2 separate regions of the Mus musculus genome follow, and region 2 is linked to region 1. A link is a contact called in public HiChIP or PLAC-seq data. All regions are on one chromosome and are shown on one strand. The core of a region is the stretch at or near the end of the contact, and the rest is flanking DNA. Distances in the headings are between cores, read along the strand shown. Region 1 overlaps Gab2 (growth factor receptor bound protein 2-associated protein 2). Region 2 overlaps Gab2 (growth factor receptor bound protein 2-associated protein 2).

Evidence for each region. HiChIP or PLAC-seq counts read pairs in DNA pulled down with a chosen protein or histone mark.
Region 2: an H3K27ac HiChIP or PLAC-seq map of heart atrium shows a contact between it and region 1, with 13 read pairs. The contact joins two enhancer-like sites. A contact is called at or near these places in 1 of 484 Hi-C or Micro-C datasets (cochlea) and 4 of 115 datasets of contacts at active chromatin or transcription factors (bone marrow-derived macrophages, heart atrium, microglia and 1 more).

The regions. Positions count from the first base shown.
Region 1 is chr7:97,154,708-97,158,796 of GRCm38.p6, reverse strand. All of the region lies in intron 1 of Gab2 (growth factor receptor bound protein 2-associated protein 2), which reads right to left. Among named protein-coding and RNA genes, the nearest start is that of Gab2, 75 kb to the right of the region's middle. Within about 2 kb of position 1,581, at least 5 of the 459 cell types and tissues checked have an H3K27ac peak or open chromatin away from gene starts, as enhancers often do. A contact at or near this core is called in heart atrium, where this site is marked.
Region 2 is chr7:97,245,802-97,250,340 of GRCm38.p6, reverse strand. All of the region lies in intron 2 of Gab2 (growth factor receptor bound protein 2-associated protein 2), which reads right to left. Among named protein-coding and RNA genes, the nearest start is that of Usp35, 84 kb to the left of the region's middle. Within about 2 kb of position 2,495, at least 52 of the 459 cell types and tissues checked have an H3K27ac peak or open chromatin away from gene starts, as enhancers often do. A contact at or near this core is called in heart atrium, where this site is marked.

The DNA.
Region 1 (4,089 bases), core at 332-2,831:
TACAGCTGTCTCCTGAGAGGCTCTGCTAGAGCCTGACCAATACAGATGTGGATGCTTACAGCCAACCATTGGACTGAGCATGGGGTCCCCAGTGGAGGAGCTAAGGGAAGGAATGGAGCTGAAGGGGTTTGCAAGTCCATAGGAAAAACAACAATATCAACCAACTGGACCCCACCCCCACCCCCGAGCTCCTAGGGACTAAACCATCAACCAAAGAATACACATGGAGGGTCCCATAGCTCCAGCTGCATATGTAGCAGAGGATGGCCTTATCTGCTATGACATCAATGGGAGGAGAGACCCTTGGTCCTGTTAAGGCTCAATGCCCCAGTGTAGAGAAATGCTAGGATGGTGAGGGGAAAGTGGGTGGGCTGGAGTGTGGGTGAGCACCCTCATAGAAGCAGGGGGTAAGGGGGTCTGGGATAGGTGGTTTGTGGAGGGGAAACTGAAAAGGGGATAACATTTGAAATGTAAATAAATAAAATAACCAATAAAAAAATCCTAAAAAAGGAGGACATACATTTTGACATACAAACTGTATGCTTAAGACACTAAGTGATCTTAGTCATAGAGAAAGACACACATTTCTTTCTTCAATCATAGGAGGGAAAGGCAATTCGATGCTCTAAGAAAAACAAAAAGTGAATGGAGCACAAGGTATATGAATACAAAACTTTAGACCTTTTTATTCTATAAATGTAAATGTTATTGACCCATATGATCTATGACTTAAGATAGGAACTGATTTCCTCATTTTATTTGTTGGGAGTCAGAATTCTCTATACACAGTTATGGGTTGGACTAAATTTTAGGAATAAATGGAAATCTGCATAAGACAAATCTGACTAATGTTCTACAATACTCATCTCATTCAGGAATTCCAAAGTTCCACTGTCTTGGTGGCATGATAAAACTGACACTGCAGCCAGTAAATTATCCTCAATATTTATAAGCACTTCTCAATTTAGAATGTTAAGAGAAATAAACTGCATCCAAAGATGTAACAATAGTAGGAAAACTGCTTTGAGGGAGATGAACAATACCGAGGAACACTTTCTGTTTATTATCAATCAGGTGTCTAGTGTGTTAGACGTTAGTATAACAACTTTGATGAAGTAGTACTATTATGTCTAGCATAAATGGAGAAATAGGCTTAGAAGGCTTAAGGATCCATAAAACTTTACCCAGATGCAAAGTGACAGATTTGGATTTAGTGACGGATCTGGAGTTAGATCAAACAGCTTCAAAGATAGTGCTAATATTTCCTCCACTGCCTAGACCCTTTCATTGCTGACTGCCTAGGACATGAGCAAGATCACCTCTAGAGAGGAATAAGTTATTTTCTCATATGTTCGGTTTTTGTAGTCTTTTCCAAAGGAGTCTTGAAGAGCAGCAAGTGGGGTATACCTCAGTTTGTGGGACCAAGGAGAATTCTCTTGTTTGGCTCTAGCATCTGCTGGTATTTTGCTAACTTTTAGCTTCTCCAAAATTACCCACCCACTGGTTTCCCAGAGTCAAAAAGCCAAAATATTTTGGCTGAATGGGTGATAGATCACAGATGACAGAGGTTTAAAAAAAAAAGCCTGTAATGTTTCTTTTTTAAAGGCCAAAACATATCACACACTTCTCATTCTTATTCTCTTTGCGTTCTGTCTTGTGAAACATTCTGTTGTCTGTATTTTCATTCATTGCAGTGGAGAAAGGCAAATAGGTCATCCTGAAAGCTTAAATAAATTCACTGTCTTCCGATTTCAGACCAGCTGTAGTCCATCTCCCCTGAAATTGAGCCAAAAATCAAGGAGAATATGGATGGAGCTACAGACACTGTAGCCCTCAAAGGAGAAATCTGGGAAAGGGGGCTCTAAGGAACCAACATTGAAAACCAGAAGGAGACTGGGCTCTAGGATATCCTTTCTACTTATCCATGTCTCCTTTAACTTTAGAATCCACGAGTACTGTCTTTTAGTGAAACATGTTTTTCAACTTTTTTGAAAGGCCCTCCATTTTAAACCAAATATAACTTTCCCAAGCCTTCACATTTCATATCCCTCCCCTGTGAGAGATGCTCTGCTGCCTGTTTACTCCTCAGCCAAGCTTCACGTTCTGAAATCAGTATTATAAAAAGAGGTAGCTTTTCATTGTCTTGGTATAAATTATAATACCAAATGAAAGTAATTTTAAAGTATATACAAGCATCCACTGAATTCTGCCATAATCTGAGTATTATTGAGAGTCAGGTGTAAAGCTTTTTAAAGCAAATTTTGTTGTTTTTTAAAATTTTTTTTCTTTTTTTTTTATTACGTATTTTCCTCAATTACATTTCCAATGCTATCCCAAAAGTCCCCCACACCCTCCCCCCCCCCACTCCCCTACCCACCCTTTCCCATTTTTTGGCCCTGGCATTCCCCTGTACTGGGGCATATAAAGTTTGCCTGACCAATGGGCCTCTCTTTCCAGTGATGGCCGACTAGGCCATGTTTTGATACATATGCAGCTAGAGTCAAGAGCTCTGGGGTACTGGTTAGTTCATAATGTTGTTCCACCGATAGGGTTGCAGATCTCTTTAGCTCCTTGGATACATTCTCTAGCTCCTCCATTGGGGGCCCATTTCCATTCCTTATTTAGCCTATGCCACAATTTAAAAAAAAAATTATTAGATATTTTATTATTTTTTTCTTTTTTTCTTTTTTTTGTTTTTTTCGAGACAGGGTTTCTCTGTATAGCCCTGGCTGTCCTGGAGCTCACTTTGTAGACCAGGCTGGCCTCGAACTCAGAAATCCGCCTGCCTCTCGAGTGCTGGGATTAAAGGCGTGCGCCACCACGCCCAGCTTAGATATTTTCTTTTCCCCTCCAAAAATCCCCTACCTCCTCTCCCCCTCCCCCTATCCCCCTACCCACCCACTCCATTCCTGGTCCTGGCATTCCCCTATACTGGGGCATAGAGCCTTCACAGGACCAAGGGCCTCTCTTCCCATTGATGACTGCCTAGGCCATCCTCTGCCACATATATAGCTAGAGCCACAAGTTCCACCATGTGCTTTCTTTGATTGGTGGTTTAGTTCCAAGGAGCTCTGGGGGTACTGGTTAGTTCATATTGATGTTCCTCCTATGGGGCTTCAGACCCCTTCAGCTCCCTGGGTATTTCTCTGGCTCCTTCATTGGGGACCCTGTGCTCTGTCCAATGGATGACTGTGAGCATCCACTTCTGTATTTGCCAGGTACTGGCATAGCCTCCCAGGAGACAGCTTCTATGCTACAATTTTACTAAAGCTCCTTTGCTCCCCTTTCCCATGCACAAAGAATTCAACATGGGGTTCTATGCCTTTGTGCTCATTTGACTAAAGCTTCCTCCCCAGACTGTACGCTGCCAAACTGTTTCTGGTAAGCAACTTTGGAAAATGAAAATTCCCTAGACATTTTGAACAAGACTGTGAGAGGAAGACACACAGGGGCCAGGGAACTGAAACATACCCCTTCAAGTCCACTTCTGCCTTGAGGAGTTGGGGGAGGGGAGCTGCAGAGTAGTTGTTAGAGGAAGCAGACTTGCTGGATTTTGGCTGCAAACAATTGGGTACTGTATCCAGTGGTTGGCTGGACAGCTGTCAGCTCAAGATCGGGTCAAGATTTAGTCTAAAGTAGGAGGGTACCAAACTCTGTTTCATTAGTTACAGTTTCTGCACTCTTACACTTAACTTCAATGCCAGTGTTGGAAGATTCATAGAGATCATTTTGCCAGTTTAGGTCTTTCTATTTCTCCCTGCTTCCCTCTTCTCTGCCTCACACTCCCCCTTTCTGTATACTAAATTTGGCATAGACCCACAAACTGTAAGTTAAAGCTGACATGCTCTGGCCAGAAGGGGACAGACAAAAAGGCTTGCCTGCTAAGCTGCCTCACCCCTTTAGTCCTACCATTTGGAAGGCAGAGGCAGGTGGACCTCTGAGATAGAGACCAGCCTGGTCTACAGAACAAACTCCAGGCCATTTAGGGTTCCAGAGTGATACTGTCTCAAAATAAAACAACCAAGTCTATATTTTGGTCTTGATTCTGTTGATTCCCAGCCTTGGCTCACAGTACCATGGAGTCTCTGG
Region 2 (4,539 bases), core at 1,246-3,745, 91 kb before region 1:
AGGGAGAGGGAAACCTGATCTGGTATTGGGTGAGGTAAAAGGACTGAAGCCCTGAGGAAAAGCAGAAAGAATGGGAACAGGCAACCTTGGAAAACAGGACCCTCCAGAATGCACCAGAGACCTGGGAGGTAAGAGACTCTCAGAACTCAAAGGGAGGGACCTTAGATGAAATGCCTGACAGTAGGGAGAGGAACTTATAGAGCCCACCTGCAGCAGGAAGACAGGACATCAAGTGAGGGATGGGGTTGCCATCTCACAGTCACATCTCTGACCCATAATTGTGCCTGTCTGGAAGAATTACAGGGATGGAAATGGAGAGGAGCCTGAGGAAAAGAAGGCCCAAAGTGGAATCCAGCTCAAGGGGAGGTTCCAAGGCCTGACACTATTCCTGATGCTATGCAGTGCTCACAAAAAGGGATCTATCATGATTGCTCTCTGAAAGACCCAACAAGCAGCTGAAAGAGTCAGATGCAGATATTTGCACCTAACCAATGAACAGAAGCTGCTGACCCCTGTTGTTGAATTAGGGAAGGCTGAAAGAAGCTGAGTAGGAGGGTGACCCCATAGGAGGACTAGCAGTCTCAGTTAATCTGGACCCCTGAGAACTCTCAAACACTGGACTACCAAACACACAACATACACCACATGATATGAGTCCCCCCAACACATAAAGCAGAGGACTTCCGGGTCTGTGTTCATTCAGAGATGATGCACCTAACCCCAAGAGACTGGAGGTTCCAGGGAGTTTAGAGGTCAGGCAGGGTGGGGGGTGGGGACATCCACGTGGAGACAGGGGGTAGGGAGGAGGTAGGGGATGTGGAACAGTCAGAGGGTAGACTGGGGGAGGGAATAAAATATGGAGTGTAAAAAAAGTAATTAAAAAAACCCAATGTTTAAAATTACTTCAAGTTTAATGTTGAAGATCTCATAAGATCTACACATTGAATAAGTAACAAAGTTGAAATCTAAAATTGAGACTTTGTCTCTCAATTTAGATCTTGGAGAAATGACTATATCTATAGGCTTTGTAGCATTCAGCATCTTAAGAATAACAGAGATAAAGTTTGGAGCAGAGACTGAAGGAATGACCATCCAGGGACTGCCCCACCTGGGGATCCATCCCATAAACAACCACTAAACCCAGACACTATTGCAGATGCCAACAAGAGCTTGCTGACAGGAACCTGATATAGCTGTCTCCTGAGGGGCTCTGCCAGTGCCTGACAAATACAGAAGTGGATGCTCACAGCCATCCATTAGATGGAGCACAAGGTCCCCAATGAAGGAGCTAAAGAAAAGTACCCAAGGAGCTGAAGGTGTTTGCAGCCCCCTAGGAGGAACAACAATATGAACTAATCAGTAACCTCAGAGCTCCCTGGGACTAAACCACTAATCAAATAAAACAGACGGAGGGACTCGTGGCTCTAACTGCATATGTAGCAGAGGATGGCCTAGTCGGTCATCAATGGGAAGAGAGGCCCTTGGTCCTGTAAAGGTTCTTTGTCCCAGTATAGGGGCATACCTGGGCCAGGAAGCAGGAGTGGGTAGGTTGGGGAGCAGGGGATTGGGTGGGGGGAGAGGATAGGGGATTCTCAGAGGGGAAACTAGGAAAGGGGACATTTGAAATGTAAATAAAAAATATCTAATTAAAAAAGAATAACTATGACTGGATATTTAATCAGACTTAAGATTTTCAGGGATCTAAGACAACCTTTTAATACAAACGCCTCTTCCACTAAACACAAAATTCTAGTTCTACCATTATTATAAGTCCAAAATTGAAGTTATACAGAATTTTGGAATGTACTCTGGTAATTTCAACAAATCACTACTACCTTTCTTCACAATGGGTAATCGGAAGTCATCCATGAACAGCAACAAAACAGGAGGGGTGGGTGCCGGGAGTCTCAAGACACATCTGCGAGCTTTCCAAAGTTGAGAACTCAGGACCAGACTGCTCCTACTCCCCAGTCTGTGGGTTTTGGCAGGTAACACTAGACTTAATCTATGCTGGTTGGCTAGGGAGGTGAGGGGGAGTGTCTCGTATAAATAGACAGAACAGGAAGACGGATCAAGTCTTAGAATGGAGAAAGGGGTCATGTTTTTCCCAGTCACCTTTTCCTCCTCCAGAGTCTGGACTTTCCTGAAGGTCAGGGCTACAGAGAGTTCTATGAAGATTTATGTAGCTCATATTCAATTCAAGACCTGTTTTTTTTTTGGGTGACTAGACCAAGTTGCAAACAACAAAAACAAATAATAATAATGAAGGAGATCTAATTCTTCAGAACTGCTCGTAATAACACTTTTTTTTTTTTTTAAAGGGAACAGGAATTTCAGAGCTGGCTGGAAACTGGTCTGGATGTTTATTTTCCTCATTGTCTCAGTGGAAAAAAAAAAGGGTGGGTGATTCAGAAAGCAGCCTCCACCTCTGGCCTGGGGCTTGAGTCAGTCTCCACCCTGTTCTTTGCTTTGCTCCTCAACAGCTGGGTTGTAGTCTGGGGAGATTCTGCTTCTTGCCTCCCACACTGGCTCTCAGCTTCCAAGAAGGGTCCCAAGAGAAGCTGTGAATCTAAGTTCAGAGAAACAACACCAAAAGGTGGGAGAGGGAACAGGGAAGAAAAGGCCTCTCAGGCATATGAGAAGGGAAATATTTCTCCCCTGCCTTATTCTATCCTAATTTTTCACTCTCCTACCCACTTTCATCATGGGGTGGCAGGGGAGGACAAGGTTGTCAGAAGGCATCTGTGTGGACAGCAGCTCTCCCACAGCTCTTTCTGCTGTCTAGCAGGAATAGGTGGTCTAGAGACGGATGAGCTGTTTGAAGACCCCCCACTGACATTCTTCCATAGGATGCTGCATATTTCCTCAAAGCATTCCTATGAGTGTTGTCTGACCCCAGATGAAAACCAAGGCTTGAAATAGTCTGCTAGAGAGATAGGAAACTCAAGGATTACTGGAAGCTTAAATATTTATAAAACAGATTTTGGGGAGCAGCCTCATCAAATATTTTTTAGTAGAGAAAAGGTGGAAGAAGAAAACATCTAGAACTCTGGGATTTCATTCCACAGAATTAGGCTAACTATTGTCACAAAACTCTTGCCAAGGGGTAAAGGATAAAGGAAAAGCTAATTCCATGGAGAGAATATAGAAGAGGCTTTGGCCCTATTTCTAAATCTTTACCAGTTACAAAATAGGACTTTGGTGAGCTAAACTCCCTGAGCTCCAATTCATTCATAGTGGCTTGCTGGCTAGTTGGAGACAGACCATGTTAGTTTGCTAATTTAGCTGTCAGAGGCCACTTTTATAATATCACTACACTTATAAAATAATCAGTTGTCAGTGATTTATAAACGTCCTGCTGCTCTTCCTTCTGGCTGGCTATTTTGTGACTTAGAAGCAGCTATGCCAGACTTGCCTGTGAAGAGTTAGAACAAATGAGGAGTTAGCAAACATAGTCTGAGGATGCGTAAAAGCCTTGGGACTTAGCCCCAGCACCTCTGCTTTTAGGTCTCTGTTCCAAAATCTCCCTGTTCCTCCTTGTGCAACAGAAATAACGTCAGTTGCCCCTTGTCACTTCATTTTTGTTTCAAATGAGACTACAGAAGGGTTTGCTGACAGGAAAGCTTTCTAAAAATGGTAGATATTTAAATCACATCCTGTTTATCTTGTTTTATAGATACAAAGAACATCTTTACTTTTACACCACCGTCCTCACTATATGGAAAGAAGCACTTGGCAGCCACTGTTCCTACACATTTTCCTGATGTTTCCTGTGTGATCTGGTATAACCTCTCCAACAACCCCATGATGAATCATTTCCATTTTCCAGATGATAAAACCATAAGAGGTAAAAAGTTACTTATTTGGTGTCAAACTGCAAATAAGCAGAAACCCTGGGTTTCAGCACAGATGACCTGCCAGATTCCATAGTGGCTCTGTGGGTCCTGTGCAGCAACTGAAAAGTGAAGGGGGGAGGAGGCTATGCCAGTGCCTGACAAACACAGAAGTGGATGCTCACAGTCAGCTATTGGATAGAACACAGGACCCCCAATGGAGGAGCTAGAGAAAGTACCCAAGGAGCTGAAGGGGTCTGCAACCCTATAGGAAGAACAACAATAAGAACTAACCAGTACCCCCAGAGCTCGTGTCTCTAGCTGCATATGTAGCAGAAGATGGCCTAGTCGGCCATCATTGGGAAGAGAGGCCCATCAGTCTTGCAAACTTTATATGCCCCAGTACAGGGGAAACACCAGGGCCAAGAAGTGGGAGTGGGTGGGTAGGGGAGCAGGGGTGGGGAAGGAGGGTATAGGGGACTTTTGGGATAGCATTTGAGATGTAAATGAAGTAAATACCTAATAAAAATTTGGAAAAAAAAAGAAAAAGAAAAAAAAAAAGCAAAGCAGACCTCAGATTTCAGAATTCAAAGGGTGAGAGCTTTCCTAACACTGGCTGATTGCTCAGCACATGAATAATTCATCCAAGTTTTTTCAGCTGAAAGCTGGTTCTTTTTGTACATGGTACATCTGGTCAGGGACAGCT